2 separate regions of the Sus scrofa genome follow, and region 2 is linked to region 1. Evidence: chromatin contacts called from public Hi-C data. All regions are on one chromosome and are shown on one strand. The core of a region is the stretch at or near the end of the contact, and the rest is flanking DNA. Distances in the headings are between cores, read along the strand shown.

Region 1 (6,127 bases), core at 2,681-5,180:
TTTTCTTTTTATCTCACTAGGTGTTTATCAATAAGATATCCTTAGAAATTTTAGGGGAAGTGGGGAGGCAGATTCTTGTGCAGAGAATCCATTTCTGCACTGTGTGTTTACCTGGGTTTTGCTGGAGTCACAGATACACCTGCACACCCTGGTGGCTCTTTAGTTATTCCCTTAGGGCAGAAAGGAATGCAAGGAGGTGCTCGTCTAGGTCACAGGAGATGGTCCCAGGAGCTCTGTCTCCAGAAACCCTAGAACTGTTTGGGTGTCTGTGACTCTTCAAGTTCCAGCCACCTGTGGAGCAGCCCTGGACAAAAGTACTTCCCAGGTGGGGAGAAAGGCCTCAGCACACTGCCCATCAACGTAATGTTCCTTGGTGCAGTTTTTTCTTGTTTTCCAATTAATGGTGTACTACAAATGCCTTTTGTGTGTGTGTGTGTCTTTTTGGGGCCGTACCCACAGCATATGAAGGTTCCCAGGCTAGGGGTCTAATCAGAGCTGTAGTCGCCGGCCTACGCCACAGCCACAGCAATGCAGGATCCGAGCCGCTTCTGTGACCTACACCACAGCTCACTGGATCCTTAACCCACTGAGCGAGGCCAGGGATCGAAACCGCAACCTCATGGTTCCTAGACGGATTCGTTTCTGCTGTGCCACGACAGGAACTCCTTAACAACTTTTTTAGTCCATGAGATTGTGCCTGGAAAATGGAGAAAAGACTTGCATTTTTGGTTGTTTTCTGATTGTCTGAGGATGGCTTTGTTTGAAAATCACTGTTGTACGTGATTCCTGATTAAGGAAAAATATGCTGAGAAAGTAGGAAAAGAATGATAATTTCTTGGTTGTAGGGAAATAATGACTTCCATTATGGAGCCTGCAGCCTAAGAAACTATCTTTTCTCATTTCTGGGGAGTATAGACAAAACTAATGGACAGCAGCAGAAGCCAGAAGGGTGTGAAGTAAAAGCTGAGGCTCATTTTTTTTCAAGCACTATTTATTGAAAAAACTTTCCTTTCTCCTATTGCATTGGTGCCTTCATCAAAAGTCGATTGACAGGCGTATATCCTGTCCTTGACTGGGAGCTCTACTATGTTTCATTGGTCTGTGGCTTTCTCCTCAGGCCACAACTGTGCTGTCTGATGCCTGTCTTTTTTTTTTTTTTTTTTTTTTTTTTTTTTTTTAGGGCTGCACCCAAGGCACATGGAAGATCCCAGGCTAAGGATCGAATCAGAGCTGCAGCTGCCAGCCTACACCACAGCCACAGCAATGCTGGATCCTCAACCCCACTGAGTGGGGCCAGAGATGGAAACTGTGTCCTCATGAATACCAGTCAGGTTCATTACCACTGAGCCACAATGGGAATGCTGAAAGCAACATTTTATACCAAAAGAAATGTATGATATATTTAAGATACTTAAGGGGGAAAGAATGTGAGCCAAGGATTTTAAGTCCAGCCAAAATGACTTCCAAGTACAAAGGTCAGAGTTGGGAGTTCTCTGGTAATGCAGCAGGTTAAGGATCTAGAGTTGTCACTGCTGTGGCTCTGGTGGCTGCTGTGGCATAGGTTCGATCCTTGGCCCAGGAACTTCTGAGTGCTGTGGGCACAGCCTTAAAATAAAATAAAATAGGTCACATTGAACTGTCATCAATTATGCCATGGTTAGTCATCATGAGGGAAGGCAGAGATGCACATGGAACTGGTATCAGTAAGATGTGAGCAAAAGAAATAGGAAAATGCCAGAATTGATCCATCTTGGTGACATGAAAGAGTAAAATTTACTCAACAGATGTCGCTAGTGTCTAGAGGGGCCAAGGGGTGTGTCCCACTTCCCCTGAGGTCTCGAGCTTGGAGCCACACAGCCTTCGCTGTGATCTCATAGAATGAGTGATAACTCGTCTCATCCTCAGCTGGAGCCCTGCAGTGTTCGGGATGGCTGTGTTGCCCAACTGGGAGCCAAAGAACCAAGCCAGGCCCCTAAGGGCCAATTGTTGTTCTTGAACACAGAACTTTGGGGACTCGGCTGGTACCAGTTTGGGACATGTTCCCAAGGTGGCTGCTGTTTCCTGTGCAGGATGTGCTGGCCATGTATCCTAGACCCCAGACACCGAGGCCGGTTGGGTCATCACAGACTAGGCCTGGAGCCTGAAGAAATGACAAGAAGGAGAAAGCAGAGAGAAACCCTGTGGCCAGCAGCTGACCTGACCTCTGGGACCCTGCTGCCTAGTTTTGAATCCAGCTCTGCCATTTACACCTGTGTGACCTGTTTCCGTATATGTGATATCAAGATAATGATATTATCTAGTCTCTAGAGTTGTAATGAGAATCAAATGCCTTGAAAATAGAGAAGGGCCCAGGAGTTCCCATCATGGCTCAGTGGAAACAAATCTGACTAGTATCCATGAGGACGTGGGTTCGATCCCTGGTCTCGCTCAATGGCTTAAGGATCCGGCATTGCTGTGAGCTGTGGTGTAGATTTCAGACACAGCGTTGCTATGGCTGTGGCTGTGGCTGGCATCTATAACTCCAATTTGACCCCTACCCTGGGAAACTCCATATGTCACAGGTGCAGCCCTAGAAAGACAAAAAAAAGAAAAGAAAAGAAAAAAAAAAAAAAAAAAACAGAGAAGGGCCCAGCACAAAGTAAGCACAGGGTGATGTTAACTATTAACAGTATCAGGAAAACCAAGGCCCAGCCTGTGTCCAACCAGAAAGAAAGGAGACCCAGGAGCTCAGCCATCACACCCACCACCCCAGCACCTCAGTGAGGGGGGCCTAAGGACTTTTCTCAACCTGACTCATTTGTCCATGTAAGGGGCCCCAGGGTGGCCAGACCGCTGCTCCCCAGGAGGCAAGTGGGGAGGACTCAGCTGCAGAGTGTACAGGCCAACTGCACTTTCTCAGCTTGATGGAGACCCCTGCGTTTCTGGAGCCGACCACTCAGAGCCCCTCCTCTTGTCCAGCCCTCAGGTCCCTCCTCTTGCTCTGCAGAATGAACCCCTGAGCTGGATTAAGTGACAGAGGAGCTCTGGTTTTGCCTCTCTGGCAGCTAATGACACCCGGGACTCGACCTTAGCACTGGCCACCTTCAGTGGGGGCTGCATGGAGACAGACTACAAGGCAGTGATGTGGGGGCCAGGAGGGAGATGGCTCAGGATGGTGGCAGCCAAGGCAAGGAGGCTGGATTGGATCTCAAGTATATTTTGAAGACGGTGATGGATAAGGAGTGTGAGAAAGAGGAATCCGGAATGCCTGCAGCTTGAGCCACCAGGAGGATGGGATTGCCATTTTGGAGATGGAGAACCTGCCAAGGAGGGGGTTTGCAATCAGCAGTTCTGTTTTGAGAGTGAGATCTCATGGTGACAGAATTTTGGGCATTTCCCAATCTTAATTTGGCCATAGAACTTTCCTTTTTCCAGGGCATCTGTCAGGGCTGGTTTCAATAAAGGCAAATTGGGGGAGATGTCTAGGGGAGCAAAGGAAGTGTGTGCACTCTATTATGTAAAATATGTAAAAATAAAGCCATAAAAATTACTTTAAATCTTCCATAATCTTATAGTTCTAACACGAAAGAGACGATTATATTCCAATTCGTTTTCCAGATATGTTTTACATAGATCATTCATTCATTCCACAGATGTTTATAGCATTGAAAGAAGCCTGCTATACACACATCTGTAGTTTTTAGTTTTTAATTATGAACAACATATATGTTTTCACGCTTATCCAGTTTTCATCTTTGTAGATAATTGTCATTATTGCCTCCCCGCGGCCAGGAAGAATGGGGCGGAGGGTTTGGGAACCCCTTGCGGACCGCAGCAGGGCGAAACCAGGGCGGGGTTTGGGAACCCCTGCGGACCCGGAATGCTAGGCTAGAGCCGACTGGAGGATGTGCCCCGGAACGCTTGCGCCTCGGAACCCGCAGACACCGGCGTGCGGCGCCGGAGGGCACGTGGGGGACGACGTCCGCGGCCGGACCCGGAAGCAGGTCGCCGAAGGCCGCGGGGAGGGAGAGGCGGAGCGGGATCCGCGACGCGGTGAGCGGCGGACGGCGGGTGGCGGGCGGCTCGGGAGCGGGTCCAGGCCGGGCTCCGGTTCTCGGCGCCTCCTCCCGCTGGGCGGGGCTGGGAGCGCCCAGAGGGAGCTGGCGCTGCCCCTGAAGCCTCTGTGGACCGAGCCGTCGGTGGGGCCGCGCCGCGGGCGACAGACTCGGGGTTCGCGGTCCAGGCTCCGCTGCTGCCCCCGGCCCAGCTCGGTCTGGAGGGAGCCGGGGCGTGTTTCTCCACGGGGAGTGGTTGGTGCAGAAGAAGGAAGGAGGGAGGGAGAGCACTTTTGTGAACAAATTCGCTGGAATCCAGGCAGTACTTTCTCACAAAGGCCTCATTTTACCTCTTTTGTCCCTCAGCCTTAGAACAGGTCATGGAGTTCCCGTCGTGGCGCAGTGGTTAGCGAATCCGACTAGGAACCATGAGGATGAGGGTTCAATCCCTGGCCTCACTCAGTGGGTTAAGGATTCCGCGTTGCTGTGACTGTGGCCTAGGCCTGTGGCTACAGCTCCGATTAGACCCCTAGTCTGGGAACCTCCATATGCCACGGGTTGGCCCAAAAAAGACAAAAAAAAAGAACAGGTCATGAAAATTCAGCCCAGCCTGGGCTCGGTGGCCAGCGAGTTCTGGGGTCCCTAGAGCCCTGACAAAGGTCACCTGACACTAGTCTGAATTGTTTTCAACCTCCCAGTCTACCCAGTTTCAAAAATTACAACGTAGGCCTTGTAGCATTGCTGGCAAGATAAAATACAGTTGTGTTTTCAGCTATAGCATGGCTGCAGAGGAGGAGCTTAAAGGGTGGTTTGTCCTCCTGACTCCATAGGTGTTTGATAAAGTGACTAAGGCGGGAAACCCTAGGGCTCTAAGTGATAAACAGACCACTGCTAGGCCTCCATTCCCAGGCTAGATCCACTTGTGTGATCCACCTGTGTGTAAGTCACTGGTGGTAAAGGACTTTATCTACAGTGCTTCCAAAAGACACATACCATTGTCTTGTGAGTGGCCAGGGTTATAACAAGTTAACCTCTACTTCCTTTGATTTTCAGCCCTCTAATTATAGCCTTAATTTGGGGTGTTTGCTGTTAATATCCTCTTAGCACTCGCTAATCTCCTTTTATGCAATAGAGGACAAACTTCAGGCTCAGAGCTTTGGCAGGCAACAAAATTGAACTTGAGTTCCTGTTGTGGCTCAGTGGTAACAAACCCAACTAGTATCCATGAGGACTCGGGTTCAATCCCTGACCTCAGCTCAGTGAATTAAGGATCCAGCATTGCTTTGAGCTGCAGTGTAGGTTGTAAACACAACTTGGATCCCTTGTTGCTGTGGCTGTGGCACAGGCCGGTAGCTCTTGCTCTGATTTGAGCCCTTGCCTGGGAACCTACATATGCCTCAAGTGTGGCCCTAAAAAGACGAAAAAACAAAAATGAAATTAAACACGATAGGCCATGTAGGTTACTGGAAAGAATCTAGTTCTGGTTATTGACTACAGGCTTTAAGCTCCTAAGAGGCTATAGAATTTCCCTTTTGTATATATTCAAGCTTTTTCTTAAAGGCAGAACCTTAAGTTAATAATAATATCAGTAAAGCAAAGATGTTAAGATGGTATATAAATGAAATTTTGCAAACCACTGTTTTCAGCTTCTGTTCTCATTGGCTTCCATTTTGAAATTGGAGATATGTCTTCATGGAAAAATAGGGAGGCCTCAAGATTATCAGAGAACATTTGTTGAGAGTGCAGAAATCTTTTTAAGAGGTAGAGCTTGGTGCAGTTGGGGGGCGGGGGGAAAGTACCTGGCTAGAAGTAGAGCAGCATGCATTTCTGCCCCAAACTTTGGAAAATTGCTTCCTCTGAGTCTTAGTTTGCTCCTCTTTAAGATGGTTGTACCTGATCTAAGCCTCACTGGTGACCTACGCCACAGCTTGCAGCAATGCCAGATCCTTAACACACTGAGTGAGGCCAGGGATCCAACCTGCACCCTCACGGACACTATGTCAGGGTCTTAACCTGCTGAGCCACAACGGGAACTCCCCAGTTTTTAAATTTTAAACATGATAAAGTATTTTCATTATTCATTTTGCAGGTAG
Region 2 (6,127 bases), core at 2,419-4,918, 170 kb after region 1:
TCCTCCATCTTAATCTGGTCTCCCCTGTAACCACATCTTAATCCATTCATTTGCTGATGGGCATTTAGATTGTTTCCGTATCTTGGCTATTGGGAATTCTGCTGCAGTGAACATAGGGGTGCATGAATCTTTTTCAATAAAAGCTTTGTCCAGAATGTATGTCCAAGAGAGGGACTGCTGGCTCATGTTGTAGTTCTATGTTTAGTTTTCTGAGGGGCCTCCATACTGTCTTCTATTGTAGTTGTACCAATTTGCATTCCTAACAGGGTAGGAGGGTTCCCTTTTCTCCACATCCTCTTCGGCATTTGTTATGTGTAGACTTACTATTGATGGCCATACTGACTGGTGTGAGGTGGTACCTCATTGTAGTTATGATTTGCATTTCTTTAATAATTAGTGATGCCAAGCATTTTTTCATGTGTCTAAGGAACTCCTGATTTAATTTATTCTTTGACTAAAGTTTTTCTACAGACCAAAGGCAAGTGGAGGACATGGAAGGGGGTCTGTTCTGTGAAGTTCCAGAGGGTCCTGCTTGGTTACAATGCTGGTGTGATGGAGTCCCAAAGAAAACTCTGCCCCAGGCCCCATGAGCTTCCTCGCCGGCAACGCTCATATTGGTGCCAGGAGAAGAGGCCTCATGAGTCCACAGGGAGAGGACAGCCGGGCCTCCATGCTCATGAGCTTGTTCCAGGGGCTGAATTTAATCCCATACCCTTTCTCTGTTGTAACTTAAACAGCAAGTGTAACCACTTTCTATGAGTCCTTCTAGGAGATGGTCAGACCTGAGGTCATCCTCGAGACCCCAAGCCTGCAGTTGGTGTCAGAAGCGAGGGTGATGCCCTGGGACTGGTCCCTCTGGACATCTAGCTGGTTAAAGGCTCACAAGGATGGAAGCAGGAAGTCAGGAGAGCTGAGGATGATCCAGGTCACACAACCATGGGACCCCACTATCCATTCCCCAAATTCTTCCTCATCCTAAACAGAAACTTCATACCCATAAAATGTATTTTTTTCTATGGCTGCACCTGTGGCATATTGTAGTTCCCGGACCAGAGATTGAATCTGAGCTGCAACTGCGACCTGTACCACAGCTTTGGCAATGCCAGATCCTTTTAACACACAGCAGGAACTCCAGTAAAATGCTTTTTTTTTTTTTTTTTTTTTTTTTTTGGTCTTTTCTAGGGCCTCTCCCACGGCATATGGAGGTTCCCAGGCTAGGGGTCAAATCGGAGCTGTAGCCGCTGGCCTACGCCAGAGCCACTGCAATGTGGGATCCAAGCCGCATCTGCAACCTACACCACAGGTCATGGCAACACTGGATCCTTAACCCACTGAGTAAAGCCAGGGATCAAACCTGCAACCTCATGGTTTCTAGTTGGATTCGTAACCACTGTGCCACAACAGGAACATCCAATGTTTTGTTTTAACTGTAGTCATAGTTAAAAATATTTGAAAGGGGAGTTCCTGTTGTGGCTCAGCAGGTTAAGAACCTGACTAGTATCCATGAGGATGTGGGTTGATCTCTGGCCTTGCTCAGTGTGTTAAGGTTCCGGTGTTGTCGTGAGCTGTGGTGTACGTCCCAGACATGACTCTGATCCTACTTTGCTGTGGCTGTGCTATAGGTTGGCAGCTGCAGCTCCAATTCGATCCCTAGCCTGGGAACTTCCATATGCTGCAGGTGTGGCCCTAAAAAGAAGAAAAATAAAGGAAAAAATATTTGGAAGGCACTGGTCAGTGGTCAGAGAGGTCAGTGTGCATCAGAGTCACACAGAGGACAAGATCCTTGCAAAAAAGGGCCAATGAGCTGACAGGCCAGGGCACTGGCGGAGTCCTCCAAGATTCGGGTATATACCTCAGTCACTTTGATTCTAAGGGAGAACTGTGTCTCCAAGAAGGAAGGTAGGAACCATAATGCAAAGAATAACGGCAAATTGGGAGTTCCCTGATGGCTCAGTAGGTTAAAGATCTGGCACTGTCACTGCTGTGGCTCTGATCACTGCAGTGGTGCCATTTCAATCCCTGGCCAGGGAACTTCTGCACATCTTGGGAAAAAAAATATCTGCAAAAACAGAAAAAAGCAGGATACAAAATTATATAAACTATGGCTCACATCAAAACGAGGATTTCTTTTTTCAAGAAAGGAGTGGCTGAGAAAATATATTTGCAATGGAAAACCAACTAAATGTTAAGGAGTTCCTGTCGTGGTGCAGCGGAAAGGAATCCGACTAGGAACCATGAGGTTGTGGGTTCCATCCCTGGCCTCGCTCAGTGGGTTAATGATCTGGCATTGCTGTGGTGGTGTAGGCCGGCAGCTGTAGCTCTGATTAGACCCCTTGCCTGGGAACCTTCATATGCCGTGGGTGCTGCCCTTAAAAAAAAAAAAGAAAGAAAAGAAAAAAGAGTTCTTGTCGTGGCACAGTGGTTAACGAATCCAACTAGGAACCATGAGGTTGCGGATTCGATTCCTGGCCTTGCTCAGTGGGTGAAGGATCCGGCGTTGCGGTGAGCTCTGGTGTAGGTCGCAGACGCAGCTCGGATCCCGCGTTGCTGTGGCTGTGGCTGTGGCCGGCAGCTACAGCTCCAATTGGACCCCTAGCCTGGGATCCTCCATATGCCGCGGGAAGCGGTCCTAGAAAAGGCAAAAAAAAAAAAAAAAAAAAAAAAAATCAACTAAAAGTTAATATTTAAAACAATCTAAGGAATTCTGAAATTCAGAAGAAAAAAGAAACTCAGTTGGAAATTGAAGGAGACCTGAAAGGCTTAATAGTTAATGAAGAGATGCTGACACTCCTTTGAGGAACCAGCTTCAAGACCCTGTGCGGCGGGCTTGTGGAAACATAGCCGCTCTCTAACAGTGAATCAGAGCTCACCCAAGCCACCGAGAGCCGTGCAGATACATTGTATCCTAAAAAGGAAAGAAGCTTCAAGGGTGCTACCATGTAAAAAATGGTATCTACACTGTGACCTCGACGGTGCGCGATGGTGGTGCTGACGACGTGATTTAAACACCAATCTAGGGAGAAAGGCTTTGGGACCCACACGAAGACCGCCAGGGAGGCCTGGGGGACGGAGTGCGGTTAAGGGGCAGACGGAGCTGCCGGGCCAAGGGCTTCCCGTCAGGCCAGGTGCGCAATCCGAGGCGCTCAAGTCCAGCGGCTCCGAGCGAACTAGAGGGGGTCTGGGCAGGCGACGCGGAGGACTCGCTCCGGGATGGGGTGGCCAAGGGGTCCGGCCAGGAAGCCCCACTCGCGCCCCAGGTTCCCAGTCCTCTCGGCCAACGCACGAATGTCGGGAAAAGCGGGTGACCGGGGCCTTTCCGGGGTGCGAAGTCCCCACCGCCCGAGACCCGTGCAGGCGGATCGCCCAACCCAAGGCAATCCGCGCCGGCGCGCTGAGCTCCTCATTGAGCCCGCCCCACCAGGCCCCACCCCGCGCCCCTCGACCCTCACAGGCTGGGTCCGAGGACGCGCTCCGCCGGCAGGCCAATGGGAGCGCGGCGCGCCCCGGCGCACGTGCGCCCCGCCCCGCCCTGCAGAGGGCTAGCGGGCCGAGCTACAGGAGGAGGCGCGCCGGGGCGGGGCCGGGGCTGGGCTGCGGCGGGGCCGGGCGCTGATTGGCCGGTGCCGCGCTCCGAGGCCGTTAACGGCGGCGCGGCGGGGCCGCAGCTCCAAAACAAAGGGCAGGCGGCCCGCGGGCGGCGGCGGCGGGGATGTCTCGCGCGCGGCCCAGGCGCCAACCGCCGCAGCGCGTCCCGGGCCGCGCCGGGCCCTCCGGAGAGCCGCGCCCGCGCTGAGCGAGGCCGTGCCGATGGGCGCTGCGGGCCGGGGCGCGGACCGGCGGGCGGCCGTGAGTAGGGCGGGCCGGGGGTGCTCACCGGGCGTCGTTGGGCTGGTTGGAGGGCGGCGGGACCGGGAGCGTCTCCCCCGTTCTCTCTCCCCCTGACCCGGAGAAGGGATGGAAGGAGCTCCGCGCCCGATGGTAATAGGCTTTTCCCTCTAGAAAAAGGTCTCGACTGGGGAGGGAAATGAGGACAAAAGAGGCCTCCCGGCGAGTTCATGGCAAAGGGGGCGTTTCGAGTTCCCCACGTGAAGGTCGAGGCCGAAGTGAAACGCTCGCCTTCGTCCACCACTTGTGGCACCACCAGGGCTCTGTGGGTGCGAAGCTTGCACAGCCTAAGCTCCCCAAAACCGTGGTCCCTCCCCCGGGCCTGCCTCCTGCGGGCGCTGGAGCTCTAGGGAGGGAAGATGGGACGATGCCTCAGAGGAATCAGTGTCCCCGCCCCCGAGCTTTTTCTGTTCGGTTGCATTTTTTCTTCCTTTCTCGCCGCGAAACACACCCCTCAACCTGTTGTTTCCTTTACCAGGAATGGTACTCTTTCTACCTTCCAGTCCCTCTTTCTGCTAAACTACCTGAGCTTACCTCCTCTGGGGATCAGTTTCAGGTGTGTCACCTGCGCACGCTCCAGCCTCCCCCCTGCTCTAGGAGATGTGGCAGGAGTCTGCTCCATCCCCGTGTGGAGTTTTGTAATCCTTCCCTGCTTCCCCAAGCCCTGGCCGTGGGCTTTGGTCTGAGGGGTGCTAATTCTGAGCCTTTGGGCACCCCCTACCCACCGCCCTCCCCTTGCATCCCACGGAGCTAGAGTTATTCCACGGTGGGAACCCCTCATCCAGGACCTGGGGAATCCATGTCTTACCGCAGCTGTAGCACAGGGCCTGGCCTGATTGGGCAAATGATCTTAATTACCAATCTGATTAATAGTCTCTGATTTTTTATTTATTGGAGTATAGTTGACTTACTGTATTGCTATATTAGTTTCAGGTGTACAGTAAAGTGAATCAGATATTTAAATTTATTTTAGTCTTTTTTTAGGGCCACACCCCTGGCATATGGAGGTTCCCAGGCTAGGGGTCCAATCGGATCTGTAGCCGCCAGCCTATACCACAGCCACAGCGACGCGGGATTGGAGCGGCTTCTGACACCTACACTACAGCTCAAGGCAACGCCGGATCCTCAACTCACTGAGCAAGGCCAGGGGTCAAACCCATGTCCTCATGAATGATAGGTTCATTAACTGCTGAGCCACAAAGGGAACTCAGATATATCAATTTAGATATTCATTCTTTGTCCCCATAGTTTTTCTGACTTTAAATATTGGTTTTGTTTGTTTTTTTATTTCTTGGGCCGCTCCCGCGGCATGCGGAGGTGAGGTTCCCAGGCTAGGGGTCGAATCGGAGCTATAGCTGCTGGCCTACGCCAGAGCCACAGCAACGCAGGATCCGAGCCAAGTCTATAACCTACACCACAGGTCACGGCAACGCCGGATCCTTAACCCACTGAGCAAGGGCAGGGATCGAACCCGCAACCTCATGGTTCCTAGTCGGATTCGTTAACCACTGAGCCACGACGGGACTCCTTTAAATATTGTTTTGGAATAACTTTTGATCTAGATGAAAGTGGCAAAGATAGTACAGATAGTCCCAACGTTCCCCACACCCAGTGTCCCCATTGTGACTGCCCCACATTGCCATGGTGTGTTTGCCAAAACTAAAAACTGATAAAGATACATTCTTTAAACTCCAAGCAATATTTTTTCCACTTTTGAAGAACTAAAATTTATAAAACTCTTTATATTGAGAGCCGTGTTCCTGTCTGTCTGATTCCTACCTCCTCCACTAGGTTCCATCAGAACCCTCTGTCAGGGGGACAGTGGTGGGGGTGGAGGGAGCAAGGGACTTGTCATGGTGGTTTCAGTGTCTTTCTCTCCCTGGAAGACTGATGAGTGGAAAATAGTTTCAAAGGTACAGAAGCAGAAATCTTGCTTTAAAACCATTCATCTTTAACACTCTTCATTTGAGAATCACTTGGTTTTAACTCTTTAGAAAGTATTTAGATTTGCTAATCAGTGAAACCTCCAGGGAGTGAATGGAAATTTTGACAAGAGAATTGAGGGGAGGATGGAGAAAGTTCTGGGTTCTGGGGAAAGCAGTGTGAGTGGGATTCCGGAGAGAAGTCGAGAGGACGAGGTCCAGTTGACTGCTGGGTGACATCCCTCCTGTAATAGCACCAGGTCTGCTGAAAGCGTGTTGGAAGGCGATAGAAAAATGAAATCACGGAGCCAAGCTTCATC

What was found. Hi-C and Micro-C count contacts between places; a contact is called where the count stands out from the background.
Region 2: a Hi-C map of liver shows a contact between it and region 1, with 2.7 times the contacts expected there. The contact joins the promoter of YPEL1 here to the promoter of TOP3B in region 1. A contact is called at or near these places in 7 of 47 Hi-C or Micro-C datasets (blood, brain, embryonic fibroblasts and 3 more) and 1 of 2 datasets of contacts at active chromatin or transcription factors (alveolar macrophages).

What each region holds. Positions count from the first base shown.
Region 1 is chr14:50,016,482-50,022,608 of Sscrofa11.1, forward strand. TOP3B (DNA topoisomerase 3-beta-1) reads left to right here and starts at 3,931. Exons shown (of 19, transcript XM_021072739.1): 1 at 3,931-4,032; 2 at 6,124-6,127.
Region 2 is chr14:50,186,973-50,193,099 of Sscrofa11.1, forward strand. YPEL1 (protein yippee-like 1) reads left to right here and starts at 3,669. Exons shown (of 5, transcript XM_003132989.4): 1 at 3,669-3,846.